2 separate regions of the Mus musculus genome follow, and region 1 is linked to region 2. Evidence: chromatin contacts called from public HiChIP or PLAC-seq data. All regions are on one chromosome and are shown on one strand. Each heading gives the region's core, a stretch centred on a gene start, on an enhancer-like site or on the middle of the called end of the contact. The rest is flanking DNA. Distances are from core to core; before and after follow the strand shown.

The links. HiChIP or PLAC-seq counts read pairs in DNA pulled down with a chosen protein or histone mark.
Region 1: an H3K4me3 HiChIP or PLAC-seq map of embryonic stem cells shows a contact between it and region 2, with 6 times the contacts expected there. The contact joins the enhancer-like site here to the promoter of Tmem161b in region 2. A contact is called at or near these places in 4 of 39 promoter capture datasets (3T3-L1-derived adipocytes, the HPC-7 cell line, liver and 1 more), 5 of 484 Hi-C or Micro-C datasets (the G1E-ER4 cell line, brown adipocytes, embryonic fibroblasts and 2 more), 3 of 115 datasets of contacts at active chromatin or transcription factors (embryonic stem cells, epiblast stem cells and intestinal villus epithelium) and 3 of 9 other capture datasets (adipose tissue, liver and pancreatic islet).

The regions. Positions count from the first base shown.
Region 1 is chr13:84,283,142-84,289,679 of GRCm38.p6, forward strand. Tmem161b (transmembrane protein 161B) reads left to right here. Exons shown (of 12, transcript NM_175187.5): 7 at 163-223; 8 at 844-984; 9 at 3,544-3,657. Among named protein-coding and RNA genes, the nearest start is that of Gm41011, 57 kb to the right of the region's middle. Within about 2 kb of position 2,585, at least 48 of the 459 cell types and tissues checked have an H3K27ac peak or open chromatin away from gene starts, as enhancers often do. A contact at or near this core is called in embryonic stem cells, where this site is marked.
Region 2 is chr13:84,220,464-84,226,522 of GRCm38.p6, forward strand. It overlaps Tmem161b (transmembrane protein 161B), which reads left to right and starts at 1,833. Exons shown (of 12, transcript NM_175187.5): 1 at 1,833-1,971. The coding sequence starts at 1,969. A230107N01Rik (RIKEN cDNA A230107N01 gene) reads right to left here and starts at 1,712. Exons shown (of 2, transcript NR_138587.1): 1 at 1,675-1,712; 2 at 1-1,427.

The sequences.
Region 1 (6,538 bases), core at 1,335-3,834, 63 kb after region 2:
AAAGGGATGTTTTAGAGACTGTTCTTGCAAATAACTGATTTTTATTGCATCATAGCATACTTTTTAACACAGAGAAAGAGGCTAGTCATTAGCATATAAGATGCTGTGTTTTCTAAGAGTATATTTCACCCTATGATGACAGTAGTCTCTTTTTTCCTACAGGGTTTACAAATTTTTCAGACAGTGCAATGCAGTTTCTTGAAAAGCAGGGTTTAGAATCTCAGTAAGTTTTTGACAATTTGAGCATTATTTAAATTTAACGTTTTTCCTTCTTAAAGCAATTTTTACTATAAATAATTGATTTTAATCAGTAAAATAATTCCCTTATGATAGGACTCTCACTTCTCTCCCTCACTCATTTCAGTATTGGGATCTAACCCTGGGACCAGTGCATACAGACGAGCAGGTGCTCACCTCCAAACTCACTGTGAGAGGGGCTTACCCCTAAACTCCATTGCCAGCCCCCGGGTTACCACTTTTAGGAACACCTTACTCATACTGTGTACAGTCATTTGAAGGTAGACTTTCCCATCAAATTCTTAGCTATATTTGCTCTTACAATCCCACTGTGTCCAAAGATGAAATTAACTTATATCTGAGCCATATGTCATTGATGTGTAGCTTGGATTGTTGGCTATTATTTAAGAAATATCTGGTTTAGTTTATAGTTAGTTCACTATGACCTGTTAAGAATAAGATCAGTATGTATGTGTGTAGTACATAATTTGATGTACTGACGTTGTCATGACTTGTAAATTACCTGGATAGAAAAAATGGTTCTTAGTAAGTTATCAAAAAATTTATCAGTTGTTTTTTTTTTTTTTTTTTAAACTTTATTTCTAGGGGCCCTGTTTCAAAACTTACTTTCAAATTTTTCCTGGCTGTTTTCTGTTCACTCATTGGGGCTTTTTTGACATTTCCTGGATTACGGCTGGCTCAAATGCATCTGGATGCCCTGAATATGGCAACAGAAAAAATTACACAGTAAGCGGAAAATGTACATAAGCACATGCAGATAAATATATGTTTTCCATCTTAATTAAGGTATATTATTGTGATAAAATAAATTATTTTATTAAAAATTAATATTAATAAATATTTGATGTCACACCTGTTTTTAGTCAGCTATAAGTAGTTTCTCTTTGAAATTTCAGGCTAGTGTTAAAAATACATTTGTTGTTAAACTAATTTTTACCTGTTTAAATGAAAATGTTAAAGTTTATATTCTTTTTAATTCAGAGATTTATAGTATTTTGATCTCTACATTCAAATTGAAAATCTCATAGAAAAATTTTTTTAAAAAACTTTTTTTTAATACTTAAAGTTTATGTGTTGATTCAGATATTTTAATATCTTTATTTATGACAAATAATTTTAAGCCTGAGTTACATTTGTAAGAATGATTTTAAGTTGTTGATCTGCATGTTAAACTTCAAGTAATTCATTATTTTATTTCCAGATTGTAAATAATATGCAACACCCTGTATCCAGTTAGTTTAACCACCAAATCCTATTTTGATTCTAAGGAGAAAACATTAAACCTCTGCTCATGGCTCTGAAGCCATTGCTGTTTTCTGTCCTTATTTAGGGGTCTTTGTTTATTTGGTTGATTGGAGTTTTGTTTGTTTATGAATAGAGACATCTTTTTTTTCCAATTTTTTATTATATATTTTCTTCATTTACATTTCAAATGCTATCCCCAAAGTCCCCTCTACCCTCCCCCCGCCCTGCTCCCCTACCCACCCACTCCCACCTTGACAGAAGGGTGAGCTTGTATTTGCTTTCGTTTATACCCAGGATCTTCTTACCTGCACTGCAGGTCGTCCTTGAACCCTCCATCTTATATACATATGTATAGTCAGTAAGCTCCTCTAGGAGGACACTGTATTTAAGATACTTTAAGATCCTAATTCCTCTCTTTACATTCTTAGCTTTTACCTATGTTCTTTAATTTTCACTTTTCCCCTTGACTCCATTTTCTCCGTGTTTAGATGTTTACTTGTTCCTAGCTGCCCCGCCCCTGTTACACACTACTTCATCTTCCCCCACGTTTTTTTTTTTTTTTTTTTTTTTTTTTTTTTTTTTTTACTCAGCATGCTCTTCACTATGCCCTGCCTTTCCCACCACCCAGCTCTCTAAAGGCTTCTTTTAAGACAAAACCTGATCCCCCCCCCCCCTCTACACACACACTGCAGTCCACTAACCCCAGTGTTAGGATTTAAATAAGCTGAAAAGGGTGGGTGGAGGGGAGCCCTTCACAAGCTACTGAAACCGCTGTGGGCTGCTCCTTGATACTGGAGTGTTCCCTAGCAACACTGCATACCTAATACTGCTCTTTCTTCCCTGCCCTCCATGGTTTACCAAGACTGTGGGATGAAAGAATCACATTATAAAACATAAAGCATTTAGTGATGGTTGGAGAGAGGGTGATGCATCTATCTTCAGTAAAATGTGGCTTTATTTTAAGGGTTTTCCTTGTGGGAATTTGGGATTTTGTGTTATTTCCAGTTTTTTACAGCCTCCTGTTGTGGTACAGCACTCACGCTGTCATGCTGTAACAGTATGGGCAAGCTAGTTCTGTTGTGGGTAGCCTGAGTGGCAAAGGAGCAGCGCAGACTGCACCCCTATGGCAAGGCAGTGCAGCTTGTACTGTGGTTGGGTTGTTCCTGACTCAGCCCTGTGTCCTCCAGACCTGTCCCTACCGTTTGTCTGTGTAGTAATATTTAAAAGTCTGTGTGTTTTAAAACCTATAGTTAAGCCTTCTCTATGGTTGATAATGAAAGCAGTGTGTTGTATTAAAATAGTGTAACAAGTCTGTCTTTTGTTCCAAAGAGAAAACTTTTGTCAAGCCATGTGTATCTGTAGGATACAGATTTAGTTAACAGAGAGGTTGCAGCTTAATCCTGATATCCCTCTTCTGCATTAGGAATGTAGCCCCAGTGTGGTGGCTCATGTCCGTAGTTCCAGCTTTTGTGAGGCTGAGAGTAGCATGAAGGCCAGGCTAGGCTGTATAACAAGGTGTGTTCCATAGAACCAAAAATAGGGGGGGGGGGGTACATTATCTTTATTTGTATATGGTAAATTAATTTCATCTGTGTTTATAACAGTCCAAGAAATAACAAATCTTGAGTCATTTGTAATTTTGGCATTATAAATGATCATTGCATATTGCAAGGTTGCTCAGTTGTAAACTGTTGTGTTTCATTTGCCATTTGCCTTCTGATAAGACTTCTAATCACTCTCATTTATTTGTGAATAATAAGCAAATGTTCAGTTTAGCTGTGTTGAAAATTTTCAGATGACGTGTATGTATATTCCCTTGTGATCACTGTAGATAATCATTAAAACACCTATCATTGAGTCCTGGATTTAAGGGATTGTCATTGAACTTTCTAGGTCCGTATGTTCTCACCTGAAACACTAAGATAATGACTCAGCTCTTAAGGATTCTGGTTAACAGTAAATAATTAGAAATGCTATACCCTAGTTACACTTGCACATTTTGTTTCTAGATCTTTATGTGTATTTCTTGTATATTTTCAGAACATTACTTCATATCAACTTCTTGGCACCTTTATTTATGGTTCTGCTCTGGGTGAAACCAATCACCAAAGACTATATCATGAACCCACCGTTGGGTAGAGAGAGTGTCCCTCTGTAAGTATGGGTACTTGAGTCCTATGTTTTAATTCACTATACATCAAAGTTGCTTTTTTTAATTGTAGGTAGGTTTGTTCATTTTTTTTTAGACAGAGTATCAGTATATTGCCCGGACTGTCCTGGAACTCACTGTGTGGATCAGTCTGGTCTTGAACTCACAGAGATCTGCCTGATTCTTCCTCCTGAATACCAGAATTGAAGACATGTCACACTTCTAAAGTTTTTTGTCTGCCTGCTTTTATGATAAGGGGAGGTACTTTATTCTTTAATACTAGTGTAAGTGGTGAAGATAAGGCTTGAGCCTGAAGCTGCAGGCCATCTTCTAACCTATTTTTGAACTTTTTTGAAAAGAATACTAACAAATATTATTCTATACTAATATTAGCCTATATACACCCTGAGATTTATCTCCTGATGTCCAATTATCATCTGCCATTTTGCCTATTTGGATCCTTCTACGGTGCTTTTATTATTGTTCTACTGTGAAACTTATGGAGGGAAAGTAATGCCAATGAAAACTAAAGTAGTATTTATTTCCTTATCCATGGAAAATTTTAACATTTCCTTTTGCTTCATTCATAGCTTTTAGATAAAATGTTTTCAAATAAATTAGAGACATATTTTTATACAGTAAGTACTATAGTTGCCATCTCTAACAAAATTTTTTTCTACAACATACTTAGGAAAATTTAAAGTAATATCTTTAAATTATTATTATTATTATTACCTGCTCATGTATCCCCAGTTAGACAACTATGTTTTAGCAGAACAAGATGTCAAAGAAATAAAGAAGCGGTTTATTGCCAGGCATTAATAACTACTCTGTGTGCTGGGTGCGTGCTGTGGTTCTATTACAGTTCTATTACAGTTCTCGAAAGCTTCAGAGCTGTGTGCTGGGTGCGTGCTGTGGTTCTATTACAGTTCTATTACAGTTCTATTACAGTTCTATTACAGTTCTATTACAGTTCTCGAAAGCTTCAGAGCTGTGTGCTGGGTGCGTGCTGTGGTTCTATTACAGTTCTATTACAGTTCTCGAAAGCTTCAGAGCTGTGTGCTGGGTGCGTGTCGTGGGTTCTATTACAGTTCTCGAAAGCTTCAGAGCTGCTTTGCACTCTAGCCCGGCTTCTCATTGACACTGTCACGTGAGGCTGATTTTAATTGTTCGGTCTCTGTTTCCCCATCTGGAAAAAGAAGTGATATCTACCTCACAGGGTTCTTGGTAGAATTCAGTGAAAGATCACATGTAATGCAGCCCTTTGAATAGTGCTTAATGATGCTCTTTTCACTATTGTGTCGTCAGAATTAAAGTCGAGAAGTCTGGCAAATCACTGGCTGCATGGTGTGCACTGTGTTATATGTAGTATATACTCAATTGCCTTGGAGAATAGAACCAGTGATGACCATGACATTTTTATTTTTACATAATTCTTTTGAACTAGGGAAGTATTCCCTGAAGAAGTAGTGTCTATCCTACATATAACTAAACAAGTAAATCTTAATAATAGGTTTAACTTGACAGGCTACAAGTAAAATTAGGAAGAACAAGGAAACTAGCATTTGTCAGAAACCAATTATGCTGTGTCAGTGATTCTCAGCATTTTTTTCTTGGTCTTTTGTGTAATAATTGTTCATAGTTGCCATTCTCATTGACTAGATGAGATAGCAGACTCACACGTTAAATAGTTGACTAATGGTGTTACTCAACCATTTTGTGGGAGACAGACCTGAGGATGCACATCTGATAATAGAGTCATGGCTCTAAAGTCATGAGGGAGGCCTAAAGATGAGGGGCTTAAGGTCAGGCTGGGCAGCCTAGTGAGTTTCGCAATTCTCTCTGTTCCCACCCTCCTCCAAATGTAGCAGTATAGAAATTCATTATCCAATTTGTTTATATACAACATCCTCCCTTGGGATAGTATCGAAACTGTTTTCTCCATTGTTTTATCTTTGCTTCTGCTATATTTCATAAACAGTTAATCAAAATTACAGCCTAGATATCCTCCATCTTATCCTGTTTTAGTTGTAAGTTAATAATTTAGTTGAAAATAACTGTTTATGCTGGCCAGTGGTGGAGCACACCTTTAATCCCAGCATGTGGAAGGCAGAGGCAGGTGAATGTCTTGAGTTTGAGGCCAGCCTGGTCCATAACACAAATTCCAAGACAGCCAGAGTACACAGAGAAAATCTGTTTAAAGTCAAGCATCCATGTGGCAGTTGATGAAATAATGACTGTTGGTCAAAAAGAAAGTGATATGGTTTTTCTGTCACATAAAGTACTTAGTATATGGAATAGTGCTTGTAGTCAGAAGTACCATGGATATGCTGCTGTTCTGATTGGATATGTGCTTAAATTTGTGCTTATATTCTGGTACAGTATGGAAAAAGTAAAATGGGGCTACATGCAGCCTTTGTGTGTTTATAGCCAGAAAGGAAAACCAGAAGTTATCCTAAAGACCACTATTACCTTGGAATCTGGGAAGAATTCTTTCTCCCCATTCTCTCTGATTGATTGATTGATTGATTGATTGATTGATAGATAGAGACTAGGTCTTATTGAAGCCCCAGCTCACTTTGAACTCACAGTGGGTGGTCACCTGTCTCTGCCTCTGCCTCCACACACTGTCATATGTGAGCTTCTTTTTCACTTTCTGCTCAGGCTTGCCTGCAACTGCTGTCCTTACCTTCTGCCCGTTCTTCACCTATACCCCAGTTCAGATTCCTGCTTGAGACTCTCCATCAGGTCACATGATCAGATACTTGTATTACCATAGGATGTGTTAGAAGATACTTAATCAGTAGCTGATTCCAGATCCTGAACTTGGAAAATGAGCCAGTCATTTTCTAGTTTATTCTAGTAAGTTTGTGTTGTTCTCCTCCA
Region 2 (6,059 bases), core at 583-3,082:
TCATAACTAATTTGCCAAAAAGATCTTTTCATCTTCATCATCACATTTCCTCTCTTTCCTTTTCATAATTCTTTCTCTGAATCTTTGTCAAAGACTTCTATACATTTAAGAAATAGAAAATGGTCAATAAAAAAAAACAGGTAATTAGTAGAATATATTGTTTTTTAATAGGACAAAAAGACTTGATACAGTTGTAAATGTAAACATATACACACTATGTGAAACTAAAGTATTTTAACCAAGGATTGTTAATCAATGCGCCATGTACAAAATAGAGAATATAGAATCTGACAGTCTATTGAAAGTAATAAGGTAGTAAAAACTGATTTCTTGTTTTTCCTCTGGCAGGAATGGATTCTATCCTGCTAATAATTCCTATCCTACTGTCATATAGGAGAAGATGTTTTCTGATCCTTAACAAGGCTGCCAGGTTTAGGACAGATGGAAGACCCACTGTGTCACAAGTGAAAGACAAGACTTCACAGAATGTGATGTCACTGACAGGCTGATAGGCACTCGCCACCTCCATCTTTTCTTTCTCAAGGATAGCAATGGCTTCCCCCAGATACAGGAGCGGTCAACCGGAGTCCTTCTTTACTATACTGCAGTTGCCCTGGGGCCTGTCTATTAACAGGCTTGTTTCTATAAAGCAGTAACAGAACCCTTGGGGAAGTTCTCAGTTTCACAAACTATTCCTCAAGGCTATTGGTCTCGGAGTAGCTTCTCTCATTTCTTATAATTTCTCTATCACCTGTCACCCTATCTCCCCCCACCATTAAAAATTAACATAATGTATAAACTTTGTTTCTGTATCCTTTTGAAACAGCACCAATCTAACATCTCTAGGTAGCTCAGGATTGTTTCCCAGGGTCCTTGGGCCAGTTAGAGGTTGAACATCATAGCTGTTTCATAGTTGCAAGTTTGTGCAACCTTGACTGCTGAAGATGAATTTCCTCCCCAGTTCTGACTCCACAAGAGAACCACATTATGGTAAAAGGTATCTCACGGAGAAGGGTGAGATAAGCATGTTTCCATAAGGATCGTTAAACGGTGTGATAATTTCTGGGCCAAAGATGCTCTGTGTCCTTATTTCAAACTTACCTCTATGGTTAACCCTCATCACAATATAAAGGCAAGTTCACTGGTACAGATTTGGAAGGAGGGAGGTGTCATAAAGCATAAATGTGTGTGTATTTATGTATGTATGTATATGAGAATGTTGTAAGGCCCTTTTTGTTCATATTGGTATTAAGTAGGTAGGAAATGTCCATACTGAATTTTCTTCTTAGCTCCTCTGCTCTTTGTAGATATCCTCTGGCTTGAGCTGGCGTCTGTGAAGAGCAAAGAACTTCTAAAGGTCACATTCCATTGACCTAAGAGAGGAAGGTGCTTGGACAGCATGAATTTTTAACTGAGATTCCAAGGTACTGCGTAAGGAAAGCGGACAGAAAAGAGGCTGGCTGAGCTAAACAATTTCTGAATGATCTCAGCATGAATACAGCCAAGAAGGTTCTTTACCCTCAATAAACCGTCAGAGTACGAGGGCTACACCCACCCAGCTGATCCCTGCAGCAGCACAAACCGACCACCAGCGCCCGCGAAAAATACCGCACCTACCTAGGAATCCTGCGGGCATGCCGCCCCGCCCCGCCCTGCCCCGCCCCGCCCACCTACCTGTGCGCCTGCGCCCCTGCGTTCTCAAGGTCAGCCCCGCCCCCCGCCCTAGCCTCACACCCACGGAAGTGGCTTTAGAGAACGCCTTGCGGCTCCTCCTCTCTGCGTGGCGTGGGGTCGCTGGCGGTCCGGAGAGGGAGGAACTTCCTGTCCCATGCGGGCAGGACTTCCGGCCGAGCCGGAAGACCTTTCCCTTCGCGGTTTCGAGAGCTCCGTTTTGCAGAACCTGAAGGGGAGATTCTGGACGGTCCCGGGGACTCTAGACTGTCTGTCCCACGACCTGTTCTTGGCGTTATGGTGAGTCTTGTGAGGATGAGAGTGACAACCTTCAGGAGGAAAGGACAGGGAGGTCAGTCTGTGAAAGGAGCCGGTTGATGTCCCTGCTGGGAATGGAACCTGCTGGAGCGTTGGGATGAACCGCTGGCAGGACCCCAACCTTCCCAGAGTGCGCGCGGCCGCCGCCGGGGTTCCAGACAGCCGAGGGACCTGTGGGGTTGGAGAGGGGCGGGTCTGTCGGAGTACCCAGTCTAAGGAGTCTGCCCTCGCGTGTGTCCTGTGGCGCCAGGTGGCCCACTGATGACCTTGCTCTACCCACCACGTTGTCCCTGCCACCTTTTCCCGCCGCAGGCTTTTGGCTGAGATTTTAAGGACGCAGCAGTGCCTTTTTGCACGCTTGCCTGTCTCCTTGGAGACAAGCAACGCCGAGGCACTTAAGACAAAATTGGCTTCTCTTAACACTCAACTAGAGCAGAACTGAAAATCAATGTCACTTTTAAAGAAAATGTCCAGGTTGAGTCCCAACAGATTTAACTTGAAAGGAAAAATTTGTAATTTCCTATTGTACATCTCTATCGAAGGAGGGAGCACAGCTTGAGCCATATTATTTGCAAGTGTCTTAAAGGTTAGGTGAGAAGGATACGTAAACATAAAAAGAACCTGGTGTGAGAGATTGGAGGGAAAGGAGTAACCGAAGGGTGTTTTACCGTGAGGCCAGTCATTCTCAGAGTTCTCTGCTGTTTTAGTCTGAAAGGACAAGGTTCAGGGACTTGTACAAAGAACGTCTTAATCAACTGTAGATAAGAAGCAATGGGTGCTGACTGATCACACAGTTCAGGAGTTAATTGATGAAATGAATGGGATTTCGAAACATCTAAGTTTGGCTTTATTGGGGGACTATGAGAGGAAGGCAGGTGGTTGTGTAGGGGCTGGTGACTGCAGTCAACTACTTCCTGGAACATAAAAGGATTTAAAAAAGATAGTTGCTATTTCCAAGGTCCTAGGGTTCTGGTAAAGTTGAACAGGCAATCAGCCACATGAACGATTTCAAACCATCTGCAGAGACTTCTATCTTGGGTTCAAGCTTTAGTTGACTATGCTGCTGCCTTTTTATGTAGACCACACTGCCCTCTGATTCAGAGATCTGTCTGCCTCTGCTTCCCAAGTGCTGGGATCAAATGCATATGCCACTACTCCCAGTTTGGCCATGCCCCTTTTTTCAGGATTAATATTGCTGTTTTGTATGACTTACTAGAGAATAAAAAAATCACCTGGTTCCAGTTGCAAACTACCAGGTGACTTGTTTCTTTTAATGTTTTTGTTTGTTTGTTTGTTTGTTTTAGTGTTTTGAACCTCTGAATAGTATGGCTTAGATTCCTTAAGAGAGTTCTGTTTTCATTTGAGATAGTGAAATTAGAGAGGGAACGTTAGAACTAGAAGGAATTAAAGTCTAGCAACCTCCCCATCTCTTCAAATTTTACAGAAGGAAGAATGTGGAGTTTAGAAGCAGGCAGTGTTATACCTGAGGTGAGGTCTAATAAACTTGGTCTTGTCTAGGAAGTTGACACTAGTATCTAAATAAAATGATTAAATACACGATAGTCACAGGGAAGCTGAATTAGAGTGTGTTCTCTGCATCCAGAGAGCCACAGAACCATTCTGGCCGCTCTAAGGAAGTAGATATATTTTCAGCTAATCTCTTGGTGACACTTCACAATGTGGGGCCTGGTTGTCCCCATTGTGACATTGATCTGTCTTGTTTTTGAGTTAGTTACTTGACTAAAGTTAAAGTTGTTCACCGCTATGAAGTTGATGTTTGTGTATGGAATTGCCGTCATTGCTTGGAATCCTTTAAAAAAATAAAGCAAGGATGGTCGGAATTTAGGTTGAGCTTGGTTGAATTAACAGTTTGTTTTAAGTTGTGAACCATACAGTGAGAAGAACACTCACTAGACATGAACTCTCAAGACCCAGATTCTACCCATTAGTTTACATACATGCATTTGGTAAGAGTTTGAACTCTTTGAGAAGTTCTAAATTCCTGGCAAAAGTAGAATTGGCTTTTAGTCATCTTCTGATTCTTTACATTCAGTGACTTAGAACCTTATTTCATGACAAATACAAGTTTCTGATTAAAATTTAATGTGGTACAGAGACTTGATCTACCAGGGTTGAGGGATATTCTGGGGGCCCCACCTGCTCGGGGTGGGGGTGGGGGTCAGGGGAAGGATTGTGGGAGGGGGCCAGTGAGTGGGATGTAAAGTCAATAAGTAAAAAAGAAAAAAAGATTTAATATGGTTCCCTTGCTCTTTTAGTTCCTTTAAAAACATCATTCATATATATTCACACACACACACACACACACACACACATCATTTGGGTAGTCTGAGAATCCTTGTCTTTATATTAGGCCAGCTATTTCATGTCTTATAAATGCTACCCCACAGTGAATATTTTGGATTTACTGATGTTTAATTGGTTATAAATTTATTCTGCCCTCTCATTCTCTGATCTGGTTTTGTAGCCCCCAAACTTCATAGATGTGCTGTGTGTATCAGGTTCTTGTATTGTGAGCAAAGGACCATAGGCTTGTGACGTAGACCAAAAATACTGAACTACATTATTTGCTTTCAGTATGTGAAAATATTTGGTAGAAAGCATACTGCAAGTGTTTTAATTCTGTTCCACTTTCTGTTGTGATGGAAATCTTGCATTGGTTTTGATTTATGAGAGAACAGTAGCACAATTAGAGCAACATTTTGAGTTACAGATCCCTGGTGGCTTGTTTAGTCAATGTAGCAGTTTAATAATTTGCTGCTGTTAATTGTGGGGAGACAGAAAGCTTTGCTATAGCAGAGTTGGTGAGGAGCGGTGCTGGGAAGAAATAATGTGCTATGTGATTAGAGAGAAACACACACTTGGAGAGTACCGACCAGTGAGTTGATTGTAAACTGAGGGAGTCAAGGAATAGCTGACATCTAGTGAACTTGTGAAGAGTGTTGGGATACTTAAGTTTCCTTAAGAATGCCTGGGCATGGTGGTGCATGCCTTAAATCCCAGCATGGGATCTGTGAGTCCAAGGCCAGTCTGGTATACAGTGAATTCTGTACTATTCAGAAAAAAAAAAAATACCTATGATTCTTGGTTTTAAAAAAAAATGTGTATTTGGATCCTATTTTGAGTAGTAAAATTTTAGAATCTTTGCATGCTTGCTTTTGGAAACAGGTTCTTAATTCAGTAGCTCAGGCTAGCCTTGAACTCCCTGCTTTCCTGCTTCAGCCTCCCAAATGCTGGGATTATTGTATGAGCTATCATTCCCAACTCAAAATTTTATTTTTAATAAATTCTATAGTTAAGTCTGAAACAAGTGGCCTTCAAACCATTCTTAAAGGAAGATGGAGGACTAAGAACTGGGGGGTATTTATTGGAGGTTCTTTTGCATTTGAGCGAAAGTGAGATAATCCTTTTGAGGATTCTTTTTTCCTTTTTCCAATTTTTTATTAGGTATTGTCTTCATTTACATTTCAAATGCTATCCCAAAAGTCCCCTATACCCTTCCCCCTCCCTGCTCCCCAACCCACCTACTCCCACTTCTTGGCCCTGGGGTTCCCCTGTACTGGCCATATAAAGTTTGCAAGACCAAGGGGCCTCTCTTCCCAATGATGGCCGACTAGGTCATCTTCTGCTACATATGCAGCTAGAGACACGAGCTCTGGGGTTACTGGTTAGTTCATATTGTTGTTCCACCTATAGAGTTGCAGACCCCTTCAGCTCCTTGGGTACTTTCTCTAGCTCCTTTATTGGGGGCCCTGTGTTCCATCCAATAGCTGACTGTGAGCATCCACTTCTGTGTTTGCCAGGCATGCCAGCAAGATTTTGCCGAAAGGACCCTGATACAGATGTCTCTTGTGAGCCTTTTGAGGATTCTAAGGAGGTTTTAACATTGAATGTAGTAGCAGAGATCTGAGTTTCTTCTCAAGTTTTCTGATTTCTCTTTCCTGCGATTCTTTGCTCTTTGTCTTCCGAGAGGCCTAGTCAATCTATGTTAGAGCCTTGTGTTTCTTCGGTTAGTATTTTGGTTAGTTAAGGTTGTGCCTGAGCACCTTTGC